Regions from separate parts of the Mus musculus genome. Here regions 2, 3, 4, 5 and 6 are each linked to region 1. The links are chromatin contacts, called in public HiCAR-type, HiChIP or PLAC-seq and promoter capture Hi-C maps. All regions are on one chromosome and are shown on one strand. Each heading gives the region's core, a stretch centred on a gene start, on an enhancer-like site or on the middle of the called end of the contact. The rest is flanking DNA. Distances are from core to core; before and after follow the strand shown. Region 1 holds the start of 2810021J22Rik (RIKEN cDNA 2810021J22 gene). Region 2 holds the start of Cnot8 (CCR4-NOT transcription complex, subunit 8). Region 3 holds the start of Gemin5 (gem nuclear organelle associated protein 5). Region 4 holds the start of Igtp (interferon gamma induced GTPase). Region 5 holds the start of Zfp692 (zinc finger protein 692). Region 6 holds the start of Sh3bp5l (SH3 binding domain protein 5 like).

Region 1 (3,278 bases), core at 383-2,882:
GTTGCTGAGTCAAAAAGCCAGAACGGTGCCTTACAGGTGAGCGCCACCACGGCAGATCTAAAGAACACAATCAATGAGAAATTAAACCTGCAGTTTATGCAGAGCTTAGTGAGAGTAGCTGCTGCTTGCTTTTTATTACCATGAAGACGTACCGCAGTGCTGTAGGAATGGGTGTTTAACGGGCATGGCGTGAATCATGAACGTGATGCAGGAATTACAGAAAACACTTGAACAGGGTTTCCTATTTCCCGTCAGTGCAGAGGTACCACACAGGACTCCATCCACAGCTCCTGGTTCACATATTTAAGTTTCACGGACAAAATGCTTTGTGCAATCTAAGCTTTCAGTCCAGGACTGTACATTTAAATGAACATGGCCCTGATTTATTGCACTACCTTGGAAATACTGTTGAAGCGGTGCCTGCCTGTGGTGTTTACAGATGGTGTCGCTCCCTCCCACAATGCCCATTAGCTCTGCCTTTTCATGTGCTCTGGCCAGCAGGGCCTCAGTGGGACAAAAGTATAGTTTTCAAATGAGGTCTCTCATGCTAGCGGGCTATGGTTATATAGTTCTGTGTTACCATGCCCTGTTCATACATCGAAATTTTAATCAAGGCTCCTCAAAGAAACTAAAAGTACAAGAGCCACAGGATCCAGGAATCGCAGGGACATTGCATGTTTCTACAAGTAATGCAATCACACTGTGCAAAGCAGCACGCTCCACAGCTTACCACTGTACTTGTGGCTTCCCTCTGGGCACAACACTATCGCCTCTCTCCATCTTGGAGCTGAGCCTGACCAGAAGTCTGTAACAATGACTCCACGAGGTACTGCAATAAACTGCAAGTAACACAGGTCTAGTGGTCATGGAGCTCAAGTTATACAAATCTAGTGGTAACTGTTACACTCTTAGGTAGAAGAGGAGTGGAGCTAAGGACCTTCATCTGGGATTCCAACCATTATCGCCCATGACACTTCTCACCTTCCTAGTGAGCTAGAGTATGCAGGAAATTACAAGTTAGCTGAATGTGGGGCTCCATGAGGTCAGCATCTATACTGGGTTAGGACGTGGTGGTCTGGGAGTCATCCATTCTCTCTGTATAAGTCCAACAAACTCACTGGAGAACCAAGCTGGGCTGTGGTGGAGTCCTTTCCTTGGTCATCCCCAAGGGCCCACCTGAGGCGAGCAGACATTTGTTCTTGCTGCAGTAAAAAGTCTGTGCAATTACCGTGCACTCTCCACAGAAGCCAATACACACAGGAGCCTTCCAGATAAGGGAGAGGCCAGGGGATGCCCCAGCACAGGTTCACCCCACACGTCGGGCTGCTCCAGGATCTAGGACTGTCACTGCCAGACAACGGGACACTAGACACGGCAGTTGTGGCACTGGGGTCAGGAGGAGGAGGAGGAGACGAGATACGGCTGAAGACAAGTCTCCTTGCAGCATCAAGGACCGAGGGCGACAGAGACTGGGAACTCAGCCCCGCGCAGGGCTCCCCGGATCGCACCATTTGCACAGCGCACGGCGCCCGCCCCTGCAGGCAGAAGCCAGCGGTACTCACCAGAAGGCAGGTGTCTGACTGCACACAGACGCCCAGACAGGCTGGCACAGGACTGAGGCCACAATCCAACCCCCTCGGAAACCGGAAGCAAGATGGCGACGCCGGAAATAGACCGGAAGTTCGCGGGAGCCGTCCGGAGTTCAGAACCTGTGAAACCGCCTTGGGGGCATATACAGTTTAGGGCATCCCGGTCACTCGTTAGTGACATCGTTGCATTTGGAATACATCGAAGCTCTAAAGTGGATGCTTTGTGAGGCCAAACCCAGAAACAACTGCTTTATGCCAAAAGAAAAAAAAAGTTTTAGCTGGGTGGGCGTGGTGGCACATACCTTTAATCCCAGTACTGAGGTGAACGGATCTCTGAGTTCCAGGCAGAGACCCTGATTCAAACGGGAAAGAAAAGGAGACAGAGAGGAGAGAAAGGAGCGGGGCGCGGAGAATATAAATAAATAAATAAATAAATAAATAAATAGATAGATAGATAGATAGATAGATAGATAGATAGATAGATAAATAAATAAATTCATTCTAGTGTGGCTGGAGACATGGCTCAGCGGTTAAGAGCACTATTCTTCCAGAGCATCCAGGTTCAATTTCCAGCACCTACATGGCAGCTCACAACCAGCACCCACTTAGGGGTGAGGGGAATCAAGAATTCTCTCAACTCTAAGGGCATTACACACCTATGGACAGACATACAGGCAGGCAAAACACTCATACATAAACTACCTATTTAGCCTCTACCATGCTCTCAGTAACTTTGGCCTTGCCTTTTTTTTTTTTTTTTTCGAGACAGGGTTTCTCTGTCTAGCCCTGGCTGTCCTGGAACTCACTTTGTAGACCAGGCTGGCCTTGAACTCAGAAATCAGCCTGCCTCTGTCTCCCGAGTGCTGGGGTTAAAGGCGTGCACCACCATGCCCGGCTCTTGTTTTTAAGACTTATATTTTATGTGTGTAAGTGTTTTGCCTGTATGTCTGTAATTGTACCATTTGCAAGTCTGGTGCCAGAGGAGGTCAGAAGAAGGTGCCAAAATGCCCCAGAACTGTAGCAAAACATAGTTATATAAATAGCCATGTGGGTGCTGGGAACTGAAGCCCTGTCCTCCTCAAAAGCAACAAGTGTTCTTAACCACTGAGCTACCCCTCCAGTCCCTGCTCTTTAATAGGAAACACTGTCGATGGGTAGATATGAAATCCAGAGCTTTGCAATCCTTGAACAGCATTCTAACTTTGAGCTACTCACCTGACCCAGTAATGAAGTTCTTAGGCGCTGACACTGTCAACTCCGTCTGTTTGCTTTTGAGACATTTCACACAGCCCAGACTGGTTTCAGATTCAGTATGTGGCTGCAGAAAACATTGAAGGTAACGCTGAGCTGATCCTCCAGCCTTCACAGGGCTATTAGGCTTGAGCCATGTTCTGGGATTATAGGCATTTACCACCACACTTGCTTTTTATAAATATATGTATATTTTACATATGCATGCATATTTCATTACAGAAAAATATACACACAAAACCATAATAGATGTTTTACAGCTTCAACAAGTACTTATGCATCTTTAAACTTTATTGCTTTAGTCCATTCCCTACCCTGTCTATCCATATATATTATTTTTAATTCCTCTGTTTGTAGTCAAGATGTGCATACATTGAATCTATAATTTTAAAAAATGTTTTATTAATTATGTGTGTGATAGGATATGTGCATATGCAT
Region 2 (3,278 bases), core at 479-2,978, 760 kb after region 1:
CTGGGATTAAAGGTGTGCGCCCTTGAGACAGGTTTTTCTATGTAGCCCAGGCTGTGCACACCAAACTGGCCTTGGACTCAGAGATCTAACTGCTTCAACCTCCAAGTGCTGGGATTAGAGGCGTGCAGCACCATCGCCAGCTGAGACCCTGTTTTTAGAAGGAAAGAAAGCAAACTAAACTGACCAGGGAGGCAGCTTGGAGGTATGCAACCAGTACTTGCTGCCAAGCTGAGAACAACTTAAGTTTTGAGCCCCAGACTCACTTGATAGAAGAAAAGAACATAAACCCCAAATATGACTTCCACATGGACAACTTGGCACTTGTGTACACACAATAAATAATAACAATAACAATAATAATAGCTTAAAGAAGAATGGGGCTGGAGTGATGGCTTAGCAGTTGAGAGCACTTGCTGCTCTTCCAGAAGACCAGAGTTTGGTTTCCAGCACCCATGTGAATTGGCTCACAAATGCCTGTAACTCCAGCCCCTGAGAATGTTGACGCCTTTTCGGCCTATTTTTTCCACCAACACACTCGTGATATTAATTATAAATTCATACATTAATAAACATTAAACCCTAAAAAAATTATCCTTCAAAATTCTTCAGGAAGGTTCGGAGGTTGAGGCTGCGTTCTCCCTTAAAGATTTATTTTTATGAGTGTGAGGGGGAGAGGGTTGAGTGTATCAACAGCTGTGCGATCTCTCCCTTAAAGGAAAATTTTGATCCCATGCAATGTTTGCCTCACAGGCTGGCTTTAAAACTCGATCCCCAAACCAAGCTACATTTGAAACTACAAAGGGAAAGAAAGGGGTTCTCACACACACACACACACACACACACACACTGCCCTGTGTTCTCACACACACAGACACAAAAACACTGACACACACACACACACACCCTAGGCTGCCAAGCAATCTGTTGTGACCGCTCCTGATTATCCAAACTTGGGAGCAGGGTGTCTGTGCACCCAGGTGGGCTCTGAAGAGCGAGGAGTGCGAACGCACGAAACCACGCTCTCCCTGCTAGCCGTGCAGAACTCAGTTCCACTGAGTGTCTCCTGCTCGTCGTCGGCTTTTGTTTGCGCCAGAGCGTCTGGGAGACAATCAGCTTCACTTCCCTGTTCCAGAAGACTAAACAAAAGGCTTTAGCAGTGCAAGACGGGCGCAGGAGGAAGCAGCGGCCCGTTAGAAGAAATGGCAACAGGTCCCCTCTGGAGCGTTCCAGGCCACAGCCCTGGACTTAGACGGCACCCCATCCAGCTTGCTGGCTCCGCGACGGCGGCCCTGCCACGCAAAGCTGCAGCACCCCAAGAGCCAAGCAGAGCGGCCTCTTGCCTCCCCCACCATTCCTTAGGCCTCCAGGCTGGACTCCGGGGACCGAGAGCCCCGTAGCCTCTGTGCCTCAGTGTTCCCGTGTGTAGGATGGGTCGCCACGGAGGCACTTCCGCCTCCTGCTCCTACCGTAAGCAACCTAACCTGCTTACCCTGGCTGGCGGCCCCGCCGAGTGCGGGCGGCAGCGGCCCTTGACCCCGAGCTCTCCTCCCTCTTGCCCCGGATCCGCTCCAGAAACCCAGCTCGACAGGGAGACGTGAGTCCTGGCGCCCAGAGCGGCCGACGATGGGCACCAAACCAAGAGGTTGCACCACTCTACCCGTCCGCCCTCCCGACTCGCCTACTCTCCGCGTCACTCCAGGCGTGCGCGGTCCCGCCGGTCTCGGCTCCGTCCCCCCGTGCGCGCTCAGATACCTACGCCCCGCCTCCCTGCGCAGGCGCAGAGCGAGAAAGTTGGGTTTGGCGGAGGGCGCGTGCGTAAAACGAGGTTTGCCCTGAGGCCTCAAACGGCGTCTAGCAGTGTAAACTTGGTCCCCGCCTAGGTTCTGGAGTATCATGAGTCGCGCCTCGGGAAAGGACGGGATCTAGAACTGGCCCCACTTCCTAACATCAGAGCATATTACGACTGTTGGTTGTAGGTGATGATGCAGGGCACATGGGGTGTCCTGACCCTCGATTACTGCAACCTGAACCCCTCATTCACTGACCATCTATTCACAGAACCCCTTCTGGATGACCATTAGGTAGGGGTGGGAGAGCGCCACCAAACCGAGTCATGAATGAGGTCAGCTGAGCACTGCCTCCCAGAACCTGGACGGCCTAAGCAGCGCTGCTCCGGGGCCTGTGCTGTCCGCTGTGTCCCTGGTATCACTGTGGGTCAGTGCAGAGAGAGAGGGGCCAGTCAGGGAGAGTAGGGGGTTCGCTGGTAGCGAGGCCATGCTGGGATGTATCGCCACCTCGTGCTTTCCCACGGGGCAAGAAGACTAAGACCTCCGAAGAGCGCCTCCCCTCCCCTGGTGCTTCCTCTCCTAGGGGCCGTAGGTAAGCATACAGCAGGTGTCCCCCTTCTGACATCCCGTCTCCCAGTCACTTTGCCCTTTTCATTTTAAACTTTTATTCCAGAAGAAATCCCCAAAATAGGACTTACTGACTAAATGAGAGCTAGCCTTTCAAACTGTGAAATCGCACAGCCAGCTTCTGGGGTAACGATGTCAGGGACAGTTTCTGAAGCCCAGCCTTTGTTGTTTCTCTCCAGGATCTGTAAATAGAGACACAAGACTGTGATGAGGATGAAACCCTAGACCAAGCCACAACCGTCACCACAAAGAACCAGGCCTGGGCAGTCAGTAACTGTAGCTGCGGTGGATTCCCTGCAACAATGTTGATGGGACTAGCTGCAGGGCTGGCCTCTTTTGAGGTGTTCGGGTTGTCTAGGCTAGGTAGACACTGCCTTCCCTCAGTCTGTTCAGTGCATGTCCTTGCTCTGTTCTGTGATTCGATTCAGGAGAGGGTGGACCTAGCATGTGCTAGTCATGTGAGGAGCAGCCGTTGAGTCCTTCAGGAGAGGGTGGACCTAGCATGTGCTAGTCATGTGAGAAGCATGGAATTTGGGGGGAGGGGGGGTTCTTGCCACCAATAGGCCTGGTGTGCTCTGAAAGAGTTGAACAGGAAACACCTGGCTTCCCCCCCACACACACCCTTCACCTAGAGCTTCTCACAGACACTAATTGTATTTCTGGAGGGACTGGAGGGGAGTGTCTACACTTTAAACAATGGCTTTCAAACTGCAAACAAGAGAAACTAAAGTTTGAACACATTTCTTCAACTGGAAAAGCATAGTTTTGAAAATACAGAGAAGCATGGTTATAACATGGATCTTTTTAAGAGCTGAATGGTGCCTCTCCATGGGCAGCCTGGATTCCTAAATATTTGGTTTTGGA
Region 3 (3,278 bases), core at 279-2,778, 700 kb after region 1:
AGCAAGTGCCAGGCTAGTCAGAGCTATATAGTGAGATCCTGTCTAAAAAAAAAAAAAAAAAAAAAAAAAAGCCAACGGGATGGGGTGTTATCGAGATGGTCCAGCTGACAAGCTGAAGTCAGTCAGTCTCTAGGCCCCATATCATGGAAAGAGAGCACCAACTCCTTGACCTCTGACCTCCATACACACACATTGTGAAATATGAGCACACACACACACACTAAATAAATAATAAAGACTAAGAGACGAGCTAATGCGTTTGTGTGCTCCTGGCAAAACTAGTGATCAATGTGGAGTCTGGTAACCCTGAATTTAGTGCCCTTAGGCTATGCTAGCATAGGTAAGGGCTCTCTATTAATGATAGCCATTGCAAGTTTCCATATGCCACATTCAGGAAGGGCTAACAGCAGTACAGAAGTACAGTCGAATCTGAACAAGTTGCTTGGGTTTGAGTTGTAAGCAGAGTTCAATTCTTTTTTCCCTCCACACCACTAACTAGTTCTCACAGCATAGGCACTCCATTAAGCAGGAGGCGGGATGTCAAACCTCTGCTCTTTAATCTTTGAATACCCCAGTATCAGGAATCAGAATTCCCACCCAACTACAGAGTCTCTTCCTGTCCTTTCTGATTCCTGACTCATTTCATTTATTTTGACAGGCTCTCATACTATAGCCCAGGCTGCCTAGCCTGGAGCACATGGCAATCCTCCTGCCTGAGTGCTGAGCCAGAGCTCAGATTCATTCTTTTAGTATTTCAGCTAAATACACTCTTGCATCTGTCTTTAAAACACCTCCCAAAAACTGGAAAAGTACGCCGCTATGTAGCATTTAAAAACAAACAAACAAACAAACAAACAAAAACTTGCCAGGCATGGTGGCGCACGCCTTTAATCCCAGCACTCGGGAGGCAAAGGCAGGCGGATTTCTGAGTTCGAGGCCAGCCTGGTCTACAGAGTGAGTTCCAGGATAGCCAGGGCTATACAGAGAAACCCTGTCTCGAACCCCCCCCCCCCAAAAAAAAAAAAACTTAATTGGGATACTGAACTGCCTTGTCCAATCTGTCCCAGATGTTTCTCGCTTAATAATACTTGCCTTGCTGGATTGGACAAAATAAGGAGCTTTAGTTAAATACAGGTATATATGGCGGTAAATGCACACAAACGCATTAGCTCATCTCTTAGTCAACCTTGAGGTTGGTAGAAACAGGGTATTTCACATCATGTTGGCCTTTATTATTTATTTAGCGCGTGTGTGTGTGTGTGTGTGTGTGTGTGTGTGTGTGTATGTGTGTGTGTGTTGGCCTTTATTATTTATTTAGCGTGTGTGTGTGTGTGTGTGTGTGCGTGTGCGTGTGCGTGTGCGTGTGTGCTCAGTGGCTGGTTGGCGGGTTCCACAGGTCTAAATCCTTAATTAAGGAAAATATGTAACCTCAGGACCTGGAATTTAGTTCCAGGCGGCGCACGGGAGCGAGAGGCGCGGGTTGGGCCTCAACGCGCTCCGTAGCGCCCGCCTCCAGGGGCGGGGTTTAAATCGATCCCGCCCCCTCCCGCTCCACGCCGCGGTTGCGAACCACCGTCCCAGAGCTCCTCTGCTGAGCTTGGGCGGCCGCGGAGATGAAGCCGGAGCCGCGGACGCTGCCGCCGTCCCCCAACTGGTACTGCTCACGCTGCAGCGACGCGGCGCCCGGAGGCATCTTTGGCTTCGCTGCGCGGACCTCCGTCTTCCTCGTCCGCGTGGGTCCGGGTGCGGGCGCGAGCCCAGGGGCGCCCCCGTTTCGAGGTGAGCCCCTCACGGGTCGGCGCAGTCCTTCCTGCCGTCCTCTTGGGGGAGTTCTGTAAGTCGCCGGGTCCGGCGGCGCGCGCACGTGGCCTCTCTCGCTTGGAGGGACTGACCCAGCCTAGACCCGGCGTTTAGGGTGCTCCTGGCCTTCCTGCTTGGCCAAGGCCCTGCCGGCCCCTAGTACGCCCCCTGGGGTGGGGGCTGTTCTCCCTTCTCTGATCCCGCTGGGCAATTACTTGACGGTGATGTCTGTAAGATGAGTGGTGATGACACCCAGCGTTTCTGTCTTTCGTCTGTGGATGTTTCTGTTCCATGTGTGTTAAGTGACTTCTGTTTATCTGCTTGTTGTTTGTCCAGCAACATGCAGGCTAACTGTCTGGATAGTGCTTTAGTTAACCAAGTCTGGTTTTGCTTGCAGTGGTAGGAGAGTTGGTGGGACACACTGAAAGAGTATCTGGTTTCACTTTTTCTCATCACCCTGGACAATACAACCTCTGTGCCACCAGCTCAGACGATGGAACTGTGAAGGTTTGGGATGTAGAGACCAAGACTGTAGTGACAGAACACACACTCCATCAGGTAATTGTGCATCCTGAGGCCTCAGATTGTTTTAATAGATCTCATGCATATGGAGGAATGCTACTCATTTTTGTTGGCTACTTAGATATGTTGGAAAGTCTCTCAAATAACTTTTTTTTAAAGATGCATGTTTTGTTTAGAAAGTAGAGTTTCTGGTAGCAGCTGTAACTTGGCTAGGTAGAGTGCCTGGCTAGCACACTCAAAGCCCTGGGCTCAGTCCCCAGAACTGCATAAATGAACATGGTGGTGCACACCTGTAATCATAGCACTTGGGAAGTGGAGGCAAAAAGATAGATAGTCATTCTCTTTTTTATATATATATATGTATATATATAGAGAGAGAGAGAAGGGGGGGGGTGTCAGTTTTTCCAATGTATGCCTGCACACCAAAGGGGGACATTCAGATCCCGTTATAGACCGTTTAAAACTACCGTGAGAGCTCTGGGAATCAAACCTGGGACCTCTTGATAAGTAGCCACTGAGCTATTCTCCAGCCCCTAGTCACTAACTCTTTTTTTTTTTTTTTTTTTTTTTTTTTTCCGAGACAGGGTTTCTCTGTGTAGCCCTGGCTGTCCTGGAACTCACTCTGTAGACCAGGCTGGCCTTGAACTCAGAAATCCGCCTGCCTCTGCCTCCCAAGTGCTGGGATTAAAGGCGTGTGCCACCACGCCCGGCTTAGTCACTAACTCTTATCTGTAGCTGCTTTGATGATATAACAATAGAATTGAGGAACAGCCACTGAGAGCATGGCCTACAAAGTCTAACAGAGCCAATAGGTCCATATAAAATATATACCCGGACTGATAACTGATGAGAAGGCTTTCCAGGTTCAAGGGCCTGTCCTGGAAGCCTGATGACCTGAGTTTTGATACTTTGTTTTATTTTGTTTTCTTTACTTGAATTGTGTATGTGTATTTCGC
Region 4 (3,278 bases), core at 442-2,941, 670 kb after region 1:
GCTACATTGGCGAATTTTAAATCATTGATGATCTCAGAGCTGGGGACTACTGTGGGCCCCAAAGGCAGGCTGAACAAGTGCGGACCTGCTCCCACCTGTCAGTGTGGCTTCACCGTACTGGACCATGAAGAAGCAAGACGAAAACACACAGAGGGGGGAAATCCCGGGATTCTTTTTTTTTTTTTTTTTTTTTTTTGGTTTTTCGAGACAGGGTTTCTCTGTGTAGCCCTGGCTGTCCTCGAACTCAGAAATCCGCCTGCCTCTGCCTCCCAAGTGCTGGAATTAAAGGCGTGTGCCACCTTTTTATAGAGGTGTAAAACATAAATAAAAAGCCCCCGTGGACTGTTCAAGAAAAAAAAAAAACCAACAAAAAGAAAGACAAGGAAAGAAAAAAGAAAAGAAAGGAAGAAAGGAGAGAAGAAAGACATCTTGAATTATACAAAGCAGTTCCTGGTCACGCTTCTGGTTGATCTAAAGCTGACTACAATTCTCCATAAAGATCCAGATCTCTCTAAATACTCTGGGGAAAGGGGGGGAAAGAGATGCCTCAATGAAGAAAGCACTGGCCTCACAAGCAGGAGTTTGAACCCCTGGCATCCACATAAAAGCCAGTTTCAATACTCATGCCTAAAATACCCTAGCTGGAGAGGTGGAGGTCCAGAGGAGGATCCCAGAGGGCTTGCTGGCCAGCCAGTCAGTCTAGCCAAGAGGTTCACTGAGAGATTCTATTTCAATAAAATGAAATAAATTGGAGAGTGACTGAGGAAGACACCCTAATGTCAGCCTCTGGATTATACACACATACACACTGGCAAGCAGACACTCGGGCCCACACACAAATGCAATAGTCTCACACACACCTGCACAAAAAAGGTCACATACACAGTGGAAGTGGCAGCCCATTGGTTGCCTATGTTACTATGTTCCGTCGGGTTGCATTTTGTTATACTCTCTTCCAAAAGATTAAATTAAATGCTGGCAGATGAAGAACCAGCGTCTCCAAGGCAGATAGATAATGCCCAACAGAGTTAGACAAAAAGTTTCCTTATGAACCCAGCCTTCCAAGCCAGAGTTCTAGCCCCTGCGTGTCGCACATGGAGAACAGATGCACATTACACAATTCCAGAATGTTCCAATATTACCTGTGGGCTGTTCTGATCCTGGACTCTGGCCCCTGAGGGGTCATCGAAGTAGTGGCCAAGAGAATTTGAGTAAAATCCCACCTGTTTTCTCTTAACTAGGCTCCCTCAGAAGACCCACAAACCCAGGGATACCCAGGTAAAAAAAGAAGCACACTGCTTCTCTCTGGTGAATTGGAAGGACTTGATTCAGCCAGACACCATGCACTCCGATCCTGAAGACAGTGCAGGAGGGTGCCTGCTGCACAGGGTGCCCCAGAGGAACACCTGACCCCAGACTCCCCTGCCCTGAGCAGGTTTATAGGCCAAGCAGGAGCCCCTCACCTACCTGCTCAGAAGCCTTACAAAGCTGCAATCCAGGCTCAGGACGGTCAGGAGAGAGAGAAGTGTGGTGGGGCAGGGTCCTGTGGGGAAGAGCGATTAGAAGAGGCAGGAGCAGCTGAAGGGCAGCCTGAGCTCCTAGGTTTCCTCTCAGACCCTGCTCTATCTATGTTGGCCCAGATGTAAGTCCCCAACTTCTAGGCGTGAGCCCTGCCTGCCTCCTCCCCAAGGGGCGGGGCCTGATGCCCGAACAGCTTTCAGTTTCAGTTCCTAGAAATGGCTAGTTTTCGGGAGTTAGCACTCAGAGGCCACGTTCTTCTTCAAAGAGAGGGGTAACTGGGCCAGATTCCAGGTATAGAGGTCAGAAGTCTGCCCGTGAAGCCTGCCATTCAGACTTCGGTCAGAGCTGCCTTGTCTGACCCTGCTACCTCCTTTCCGGAGCCCCTCTTAATGATGGCACCATGTTGAGACCCAGCGAACTTGGTCCTTGGAGAACTACTCGCCCTTCATTGCTGCTCCTTGGGGCTTCTGTCGCTTCTCATTGTCTACTCGCTCCTTCCCGCCCACTCAGCTCAGGGGCAGAAATTCCACCTACTCTGCCCTGTTCCAATTCTGTCGTCTCCCCAGGATCAAAGTATGCGGCAGAATATGCCACCTTTAAGTGGTCTCCTTCTGCCCACCGGTTTCTCTTGAGTTCAGGAAAAATATTTAAAACAAAGCAAAACAAAAACCAAAAAATAAAAATAAACACTCTCCCCCCCTCCCCCTCCCCCCTCCCCCTCCCCCCTCTCCCCCTCCCCCTCTCCTTTTTTTTTTGTGTACAGTGATGCCCTGGACCACTGAGTGCCCAGGTAGAGGGGAATGGGCTAGTTTCCCTGTGTAATTGCTTAGCAGGGTAAGTGGCTGATGGGAAGTGTGTGCTCATTTGCACAGTCCATGCCCCCAGGGCTCCCCCCACCCCAGGCCATTTACTGACCTGGTCTTTCATTTTCACTCACTGTCCCTAACATCCTGACTCCCTCCCTCCCCCATCCCTCCCTTCAATAGGTGTGCATGTGCATGAGCCTCGGAGGTCGGAGCAGAGAGTTGGAACCCGTGCAACCGGAGTTACAGGACATTTCTCTGTATAGCTCTGACTGTCTTGGAACTCACTCTGTAGACCAGGCTGGCCTTGAGCTCAGAAATTCGCCTGCCTCTGCCTCCCAAGTGCTGGGATTAAAGGCGTGGCCACCTCTCCCGGCCTGGGCATCAGATCTTAATACAGATGGTTGTGAGCCACCATGTGGTTGCTGGGATTTGAATTCAGGACCTTCGGAAGAGCAGTCAGTGCTTTTACCTGCTAAGTCATCTCATTTTTAAGTGTCTCTGCCACCTGTGACTTCTCTCGCTCAGAAAATGACAGCAGGCAGCACTCTGCAAGATGCCCTTGCACAGGAGTGTTCCTGATCGATGAACTTGGTCAATAGATGATTGACAGGCTGGGGAGATGAAGTCAGTAAGGTGCTTACAGTGCACACACAGGGACCTGAGTTCAATCCTCCAGATCCCATGTCAAAAGTTAGACGTGGTGATATGTACTAGTAACTCCAGTACGGAGATAGGCTGATGGCCAGCCAGCCTAGACTATTTGGTAAGCCCCAGTTACAGTGAGAGACTTTGTGTCAATAAACAAGGTGGAGAACCTCTGAGGAAAGACAGACAAAGTTGTCCTGTAGCCTCCATATGTGTGTGCATACACAGGTGATGATTTACAAAGAAGGTATAACAGACCCCTAGGACCAGGCTGTCTCTGTCCCTGAGACCCAAAGGTGACTGCTG
Region 5 (3,278 bases), core at 383-2,882, 560 kb after region 1:
ACATCGGTTTATTTGTTTTTTTCTAATCTTTTTTAAAGATTTATTTATTTTATGTATGTAAGTACACTGTAGCTATCTTCAGACACACCAGAAGAGAGCATCAGATCCCATTACAGATGGTTGTGAGCCACCATGTGGTTGCTGGAAACTGAACTCAGGACCTCTGGAAGAACAGTCAACGTTCTTAACTGCTGAGCCATCTCTCCATGCCCAGACATTGGGTTTTTTCTTTTTTTAAGCATTCTTTTAAAAATATTTTATTTGTCATTAGCTTTGTATATCTGTGGGTGTGTGCACATGAGTGCAGGTGCTCCTGGAGGCCAGGGATGTTGGATCTCCCTGCAGCTAGAGTTCCACACAGTGAGCCTCCTGCCATGAGCACTAGGAAGGAAAGGAATTTGGGTTCCTCTGCAAGAGCAGCACACCACCCAGCCATTGCTTCAGCCCCTGAAGAGTTTGAAGGGATCTTGTTTTTGTTTTCAACCTAGATGCACAGTTGTTTGTTGTTTTGGTTTGGTTTAGAGCCGGGACAAACACACCCAAAGGTCCCAAGGCAAAGCTCCTTTCCCACAGGCATGGCAGCAGGCTTATTTTGGGCTTGTCCTCTTCCCGAACCCAGTAGGAGCTTCTGATCCATTTCTCTTGAGACATTCAGTCTCTAGGAGGCGCCACTACCTGTTAACGTCTTTTACCTACCTGCACAGAGGACACAGCCTGAAGAAGTGTACCTGCCAGAGAGGAGCTTGGTGTCAGCTCAGAGCCAACCACCCTCAAGTCTCCGCACTCACACACTTACAGGGCCAACCCTACAGACCTCCCATTCGCTGGGGCTAGGAGGGGAGGAGCAGGCCCACCCTGCCCAAACGAGAAACCCAAGGCTGTAGGAACCGGCTTGGGGCTGTGTCTCGGTGCCCTCCTTGGTCCCTCCCGGCCCCTAACCGGTCCAACAGGAACTTGGCGAGCTGCGAGTGCAGGGAGAAGCCCAGCCGCTCCTTGAGGAGGCACCACTGTTCCATGTGGCCGCCCAGGCGGATGCGGCACTTGCTGCGGCGCGCGTCCAGCTGCCTGCGCTTCTCCCGCCGGCGGCGGGATGCGTCTGCCACCGGAGAGGCCATAGACGTGCGGGCCTACGGGAGGAACGTGCTGTCGTCGTCGGGGCTTTCGGGACAGACACAGCCCCTCGCTCCGTCTGCAATGAATGGGGAGACCATAGTGCCTCCGCAGCGCTCGCGCCTCTCGGATCCAGCCACCCCTTCTTAGAGCCAGGGAGGACACTTGGAACACGGGGGTCGCAGGCAGGGGGAAAAGACTGGAAACTTGCTCTCCTTGTCTGGAGGCGGCCAGGTCTGCGTGCAGCCGCGCCTTGGCCTTCTCCCTGCCTCCCATGCAGGGGAAGCCCACCCAGCAATGCTAGGACACCGGGCCAACCCTCGTGGGGTCTTACCTGCACGCCCCAACCCGCCTTTGCCCAAACTGCGCCTGCGCTCCCCGGACCCGCGTGCTCACTCCGAAAGCCACAGAAGGACCGGGGCCCACCGCGCGCGCCGCCGCTGTTTCTCTTTTAAGAAGAAACCGTCCCCCCTCGGCGTCAGGAGGCTACGGCCTGGACTTGCAGCGGGAAGACAGCTGTCTGCGCCTGCGCCCCGGGAGCCCCGTGCAAAGCCTGCCGGGAATTGTAGTTAGCCTTAGTCCTGAACGACTGTCTGGGATTCTGTCGTCATTGCTCCTTCTATTAGCATCTCTGCCTATCAGTTGCCACCAAGCAAACGCGAGCTGCAGCATCCGCCAGCTGAAGCCAACTAGAGTCCTTTCTGAACCGCGAGACCACCCTCCAGCTGCAACCTATAACCTGCCACCATCCACACGAGAAGTTGCCTACACTTTGTACAGACTCTGATTTCACATCGTCTACAAATGGCTCTGATGGAGTTATTTCTATCAAGAGACTGCAACGGCACTTGTCAACGGCACAAGTTTTTTATTTTCTGTTTTGCTTGAAACAAGGTCTCATGTAATTCAGGCTGGTGTCCAAACTCACCATGTAGCCAAGATAGCCTTGACTCCTGCCTCCACTTTTGAAGTACTGAGATTAAAGGCCTGCACCTCTCTATGTTGCTAAATGAAGTGACCAATTCTGTTGCCTCTCTGCCCCAGAATGGAGAAGAGTTTAGCTCTCTCCTCTTGCCACACATTCATCTCACTTTCTTCTCAACTTCACTGTCAGACTAGACTTTGTCTGCTCCTGGTTTTCTCCCGCTTGGCTGGATCCTCTTCTCTCTTAGATCCTTCTGTTACCAAAAGATGGAATGGACTAGGCTCAGGTCCCTGGCAAGCCTCTCTTTTAGGTATGCTCTTGGGGGGGGGGGGGTGATGTAATTAGATCACCCATTGATTGATGTTTCTGGCTACCCTTTTGGGATTCCAGACTCCTTTGACTGCCCAGTTGACTCTCCATGGTTAAATGGCTTAATATACTTCATGTTTATAAAGAATTTACAAGTGCCTGGCACAAGGGAGTCCACAATGAACAGCCTTAGGGCTCAAACCTCACTCCAAGTCACTTGCACTACTGACTGTTTTCTGTAGCAAATCACTACAAACTTGACAACTCAAAACAGCAGAAATTTACTCGCTTACAGTTTTGGAGGTCTGCACCAAAGTGCTGAACAGGGCTACAGGTCAAGCAAGAGCTCTAAGAGAGTTTTCTCCTTGCCTTTTTTATCTTCCAGTGGTGACCAGCGTTCTGGGACTTCTGGCCATATCACATAAGCTTCTGACTCCACACAGCCTTGCTCTAGTGCAACCCTTCCTCTTCTTTCAAACACAGTCCACTTGGGTAATCCAGAGGACCTCCCATTTCAACACCTCAAACAGTTATAACTGCAAAGTGTTGGCTACAAAAAAAAAGCAACTTTCACATATTCTAGTAGTTAGAACACGGATGTTTGGTGAAACTATGTTTCAGCATGCAGTATGATCATCATAGACTGTTGAGGCATCTCATCAGAGAAAGATGCTTGCTGAGCAAGTCTGGGGCCTCAGTTTAATCCCTAGAACCCAGCATTAGGGTGGAAGGGGGAGAATGGCCTCTAAAGTTGTCCTCTGGTCTCCACAGACACGAGGCATGGCACTGATGCTCACACACGATATGTACGCACAAAATAATTTTTATTTTTAAAGATGATCACCACATGTGGTGGCACACACTTTAATCCCAGCACCTAAGAAGCAAAGGTAGAGCCGGGCAATGGTGGCGCACGCCTTTAATCCCAGCACTC
Region 6 (3,278 bases), core at 327-2,826, 540 kb after region 1:
CCGTGCCTTTCAAATACCTGAAAGGTCTCACAACTCAAAATGATTCTGAGAGACATATCTAAGAAGGTAAAAGGTGGGGGGGGGGGGGGGGAGATTTCCTCAGCCTCCAAACTGCCTCCCAGTCTCAGCCATCTCCTCTTGCCTCCAGGATATGTAAGATACCTGAGCTAGCAATCTTTTTGCTTATTCAGAAAGAAGAACAATGAGTGGTTCTATGCCCCAAGCACTCAGGCAGGGTCCCTGCTCTCCATCAGCACTTGTCACACTTGTCACACTGAACCGCCACGTTTTATGTACATGTCTGCTTCCCTTTCCCACCCCAGCCCACTGTGAGAGAGGAGTCTAAGGCCTCATTGATCCCACAGCTCTTCAGCAAGTCTGGCCTCTGGACTTCTGACCTCCTCCATCAGCCTTCTCACCTGTATCCTAGGATCCAGTTCCTCCTCCTCTCTAGGGGACAATTTGGTCTCACTGCTGTTGCTTCCACTTCCTCCAGGCTCCTCTGCGACCGGGCTCCTAGGGCCCTCATCCTCTACCACCTCTGACCGAAGTTCCCCCTGCGGAGTCTCCCGGCCCCCTGCAGCCTTTTTGAGATCAGCCATGCTGGCTGGAAGAGGGCAAAGCCCTATGCACAAGAGAGGGCTGGCATGCTGGGAGCAGGGCCCCAGTTTGAGGCTTCCTGGACTTTGGATGGAACAGAATAGGGCTTTCTCTTCTCAAAGGCCGAAGAGAAGCAGCACAGATGGGCCTCGCGTTCAGTTAGAGGCTGAGCTTCGAACTGCTGAGGAGGTCCTTATAACTAAAGCTTCGTCTGTGCAAAAGTTCTTCACACCTCACCACGGGGAGCCCACCAAGAGACCCCAGCGGCAACAGCTCCAACTCAAGGAGCAAAGGGGGCCTGGATCCTGGGCCGACGCCTGGGAAGAGGAGCACCATTCGGGAGGGTGGAGGCAAGCGCCTCCAGGCTGTGGTGGCAGATGGAGAGAAAGCTAAGTCCAAGCAGAGGGTGGGAGATGCGCCTCTGGGGAGCTGCAGGAGACACAAAGGTCAAGTTACATAGGATGTCAGCATCAGAACCTTGGCCAGCAGCCTCCTCCGCGTCCTGGGTCTCCCCAAGATACCACTGGTTTCCCAACACACACTCCCGAGATCCGACCAGTCCCCCACCTCAACTTCTTTCCTCCGGCCTCAAGGACTTTAGGTCCGACTCTGCTCGCGTCCCTGTTCCCTCCACAGTCCCTCCCCTTCCAAACTTCCCTCTGAGCCCCACCCTCTCTCCTCCACACCCTTTTTCTACCAAGCCCGTCCCCCTCGGTCCGGCTTTGCAATTCACCTTCTATCCCCCAACCTTGCCTCTCCAGCCCTGGGGGCCATCTGAGCCTCCAGGCTCCAAGCGCATACTCTTCCGCGGACCCAGCGTCTGAGTCCCAGCCATCCCATGTAACCAGGCGAAAAAAAAAATGCCCCTTCCCGGCTTTACCTCAGTTTACCTTGCTTTACGGGGAGCGTCTACGGAGCAAACAATCTTCCCCCTCCCTCCGCAACAAGACCGTCCAACCAAAAACGCCCTGGCAGAGAGGAAACGGAAATACGCCATCGCGTAAAAACGCTATTTTTTTTTTTCCTCTCTGACAAGTATTGCCCGATGTAAGCTCACGCTCGGCGTGCTAAACGTTCAGGGTCCGTACAAGATGGCGCTACTCTACATCCGACGTCGCCTTTCCTAGCTCCCAGTTCACCCGCCAACCAAGCCTAAATAAAATGAATGCATGAGTAAGAGTTGCTGAGGAAAACTACAGCAGGTGATGAAAATCGATAGTCCCTCCCAATTCGAGAAATGCTAGCAATAGTGTCGTACGCGGGAGCGGCCATCGTTGCTTTAGGAACAGAGGCGGGGCTAAGGACTGTCACTGCCTGGCGCGACCGGAGGTGATGCAACTTCCGGTTTCGGCTAGCTCCTATCTGGGTATTGCTAACAAAAACGAAGTCGTTTTTCAAAAGTGATTTTTTTTTTCCTTTTCTTTTCTTTTTTCTCGGTTCAGTGAATCCGGCGGACTCTAGGTCGAGACAGGTGGGTGAACCTCTCCCGACACCTGCAGCGGGCGCCATCTCTCCCGCTAAGTAGCCGGCCTCACGGGACGCCGGCTACCGCGTGAATGCAGAGGATCTCACTGTTAGCTCACTTTCCTAGAGTGGGAGGAGGAGGCTCGAACTTAGCCCAGTGAGCTCCCTGCTTCGTTCATGGGTGGTCTGGATACCAGTGCTATGTGTGGCTTGCAAGACGGACCGAAGCCATGGATGGGATGCAGGATGGATGCTTGCGTGGTACAAATGTCTGACGGCCTCGGGGCCCCAGGCTTTTTTTCTGGAGATGAAACACGTATCCGGGCCCAATTCTCTTCCCATTGGGTTCTGTTGAACATAGCCCGTGTTTAGTAAATCGGTAAAGAGTCTGTTTAGTCAAGAGCTGCCTTCCTATCTGTGAAGGAGTCTTTAGGTGTTTCTAGAGGCATGAGAATGGAGGAGGACGGGGTTCCACAGTCTGAAGTGAAAGGAATTCCAGAGCTGGTCCCTGTTAGGGTCCAGGAGTCGCCCCACAAACCACAGGAATATCAATCTCAGTCAGACAGGGATAGTGTATTGAATGCACACCCCACGGTCGGTAGACATAGCTTAGACTCTGGAACTGAATGCTACTATCATGAACTTCGTTTCAGGGTCAGTTTATATAGGCAGAAACCCATAATGAACTCACAAGCAATTGCGGGGAGGGCTTGTAGGGTTATTGGCCTTTTTCCAAGTTGTGTGTGTGTGTGTTTAAATAATTTAGACATAACAGTTCAAGTTGACTTCTATCTTGCTTAGCTCTGAGTGAAGTCTGCAATTGGGGAGTTTGCAAGAAGAACAGTCCTCAAAACATGGTAACAAACCTCTGAACATACCGGGATATATGGTCAACATGACCACGGTCTGAGCCAGACTATTCTCTGGGTCAGCAGTCAGTCTAATTTCAGTGGCAGCAGTATGAGATGGCACTCATACTGGCAGGCGAGAAGCAAAATGGCTACAGCTATGCCAGGGAGGCAGTGCCAGGGGAACAGGCTTCAACTGTCTATGCTGTAAGTCCAGTTTGTGTCTAGTTAGCAGTTACACTAAAAAGTATTCTGTGGCTTGTCAAAGAACGATAAGGAAGGCCGTGTAAACAGTGGTTCTCAACCTTCCTAGTCCTGCGACCCTTTAAAGTGCTGTCCCCCAACTGTAAAATTATTTTGTTTCTC

The links. Promoter capture Hi-C pulls out the DNA fragments that hold promoters and counts their contacts. HiCAR-type assays count read pairs that join an accessible place to other places. HiChIP or PLAC-seq counts read pairs in DNA pulled down with a chosen protein or histone mark.
Region 2: a HiCAR-type map of astrocytes shows a contact between it and region 1, with 2.9 times the contacts expected there. The contact joins the promoter of Cnot8 here to the promoter of 2810021J22Rik in region 1. A contact is called at or near these places in 2 of 39 promoter capture datasets (embryonic stem cells and hippocampal neurons) and 2 of 115 datasets of contacts at active chromatin or transcription factors (astrocytes and large pre-B cells).
Region 3: a contact with region 1 is called in a promoter capture Hi-C map of embryonic stem cells, with 2.7 times the contacts expected there. The contact joins the promoter of Gemin5 here to the promoter of 2810021J22Rik in region 1. A contact is called at or near these places in 4 of 39 promoter capture datasets (embryonic stem cells, hippocampal neurons, liver and 1 more), 2 of 484 Hi-C or Micro-C datasets (cortical neurons and palatal mesenchyme) and 2 of 115 datasets of contacts at active chromatin or transcription factors (embryonic forebrain and forebrain).
Region 4: a promoter capture Hi-C map of hematopoietic stem and progenitor cells shows a contact between it and region 1. The contact joins the promoter of Igtp here to the promoter of 2810021J22Rik in region 1. A contact is called at or near these places in 9 of 39 promoter capture datasets (the 3T3-L1 cell line, the C10 cell line, embryonic stem cells and 6 more) and 2 of 115 datasets of contacts at active chromatin or transcription factors (embryonic stem cells and memory CD8 T cells).
Region 5: an H3K4me3 HiChIP or PLAC-seq map of neural tube shows a contact between it and region 1, with 4 times the contacts expected there. The contact joins the promoter of Zfp692 here to the promoter of 2810021J22Rik in region 1. A contact is called at or near these places in 9 of 39 promoter capture datasets (the 3T3-L1 cell line, cranial neural crest, embryonic stem cells and 5 more), 1 of 484 Hi-C or Micro-C datasets (embryonic stem cells), 8 of 115 datasets of contacts at active chromatin or transcription factors (astrocytes, bone marrow-derived macrophages, effector CD8 T cells and 4 more) and 1 of 9 other capture datasets (liver).
Region 6: a contact with region 1 is called in an H3K27ac HiChIP or PLAC-seq map of embryonic stem cells, with 4 times the contacts expected there. The contact joins the promoter of Sh3bp5l here to the promoter of 2810021J22Rik in region 1. A contact is called at or near these places in 12 of 39 promoter capture datasets (the 3T3-L1 cell line, the C10 cell line, cranial neural crest and 7 more), 2 of 484 Hi-C or Micro-C datasets (B cells and muscle stem cells), 10 of 115 datasets of contacts at active chromatin or transcription factors (astrocytes, bone marrow-derived macrophages, embryonic forebrain and 5 more) and 1 of 9 other capture datasets (embryonic stem cells).

Annotation. Positions count from the first base shown.
Region 1 is chr11:58,865,594-58,868,871 of GRCm38.p6, reverse strand. It overlaps 2810021J22Rik (RIKEN cDNA 2810021J22 gene), which reads right to left and starts at 1,632. Exons shown (of 5, transcript NM_172403.2): 1 at 1,563-1,632; 2 at 1-57.
Region 2 is chr11:58,102,420-58,105,697 of GRCm38.p6, reverse strand. It overlaps Cnot8 (CCR4-NOT transcription complex, subunit 8), which reads right to left and starts at 1,728. Exons shown (of 7, transcript NM_026949.5): 1 at 1,490-1,728.
Region 3 is chr11:58,166,789-58,170,066 of GRCm38.p6, reverse strand. It overlaps Gemin5 (gem nuclear organelle associated protein 5), which reads left to right and starts at 1,528. Exons shown (of 28, transcript NM_172558.3): 1 at 1,528-1,779; 2 at 2,198-2,358. The coding sequence starts at 1,614. It also overlaps a transcript of Mrpl22 not described here.
Region 4 is chr11:58,197,969-58,201,246 of GRCm38.p6, reverse strand. Igtp (interferon gamma induced GTPase) reads right to left here and starts at 1,691. Exons shown (of 3, transcript NM_018738.4): 1 at 1,468-1,691.
Region 5 is chr11:58,305,423-58,308,700 of GRCm38.p6, reverse strand. It overlaps Zfp692 (zinc finger protein 692), which reads right to left and starts at 1,632. Exons shown (of 12, transcript NM_182996.3): 1 at 1,445-1,632; 2 at 940-1,189; 3 at 697-728. The coding sequence starts at 1,115.
Region 6 is chr11:58,329,005-58,332,282 of GRCm38.p6, reverse strand. Sh3bp5l (SH3 binding domain protein 5 like) reads right to left here and starts at 1,576. Exons shown (of 7, transcript NM_024480.5): 1 at 1,491-1,576; 2 at 420-1,029. The coding sequence starts at 602. It also overlaps a transcript of Zfp672 not described here.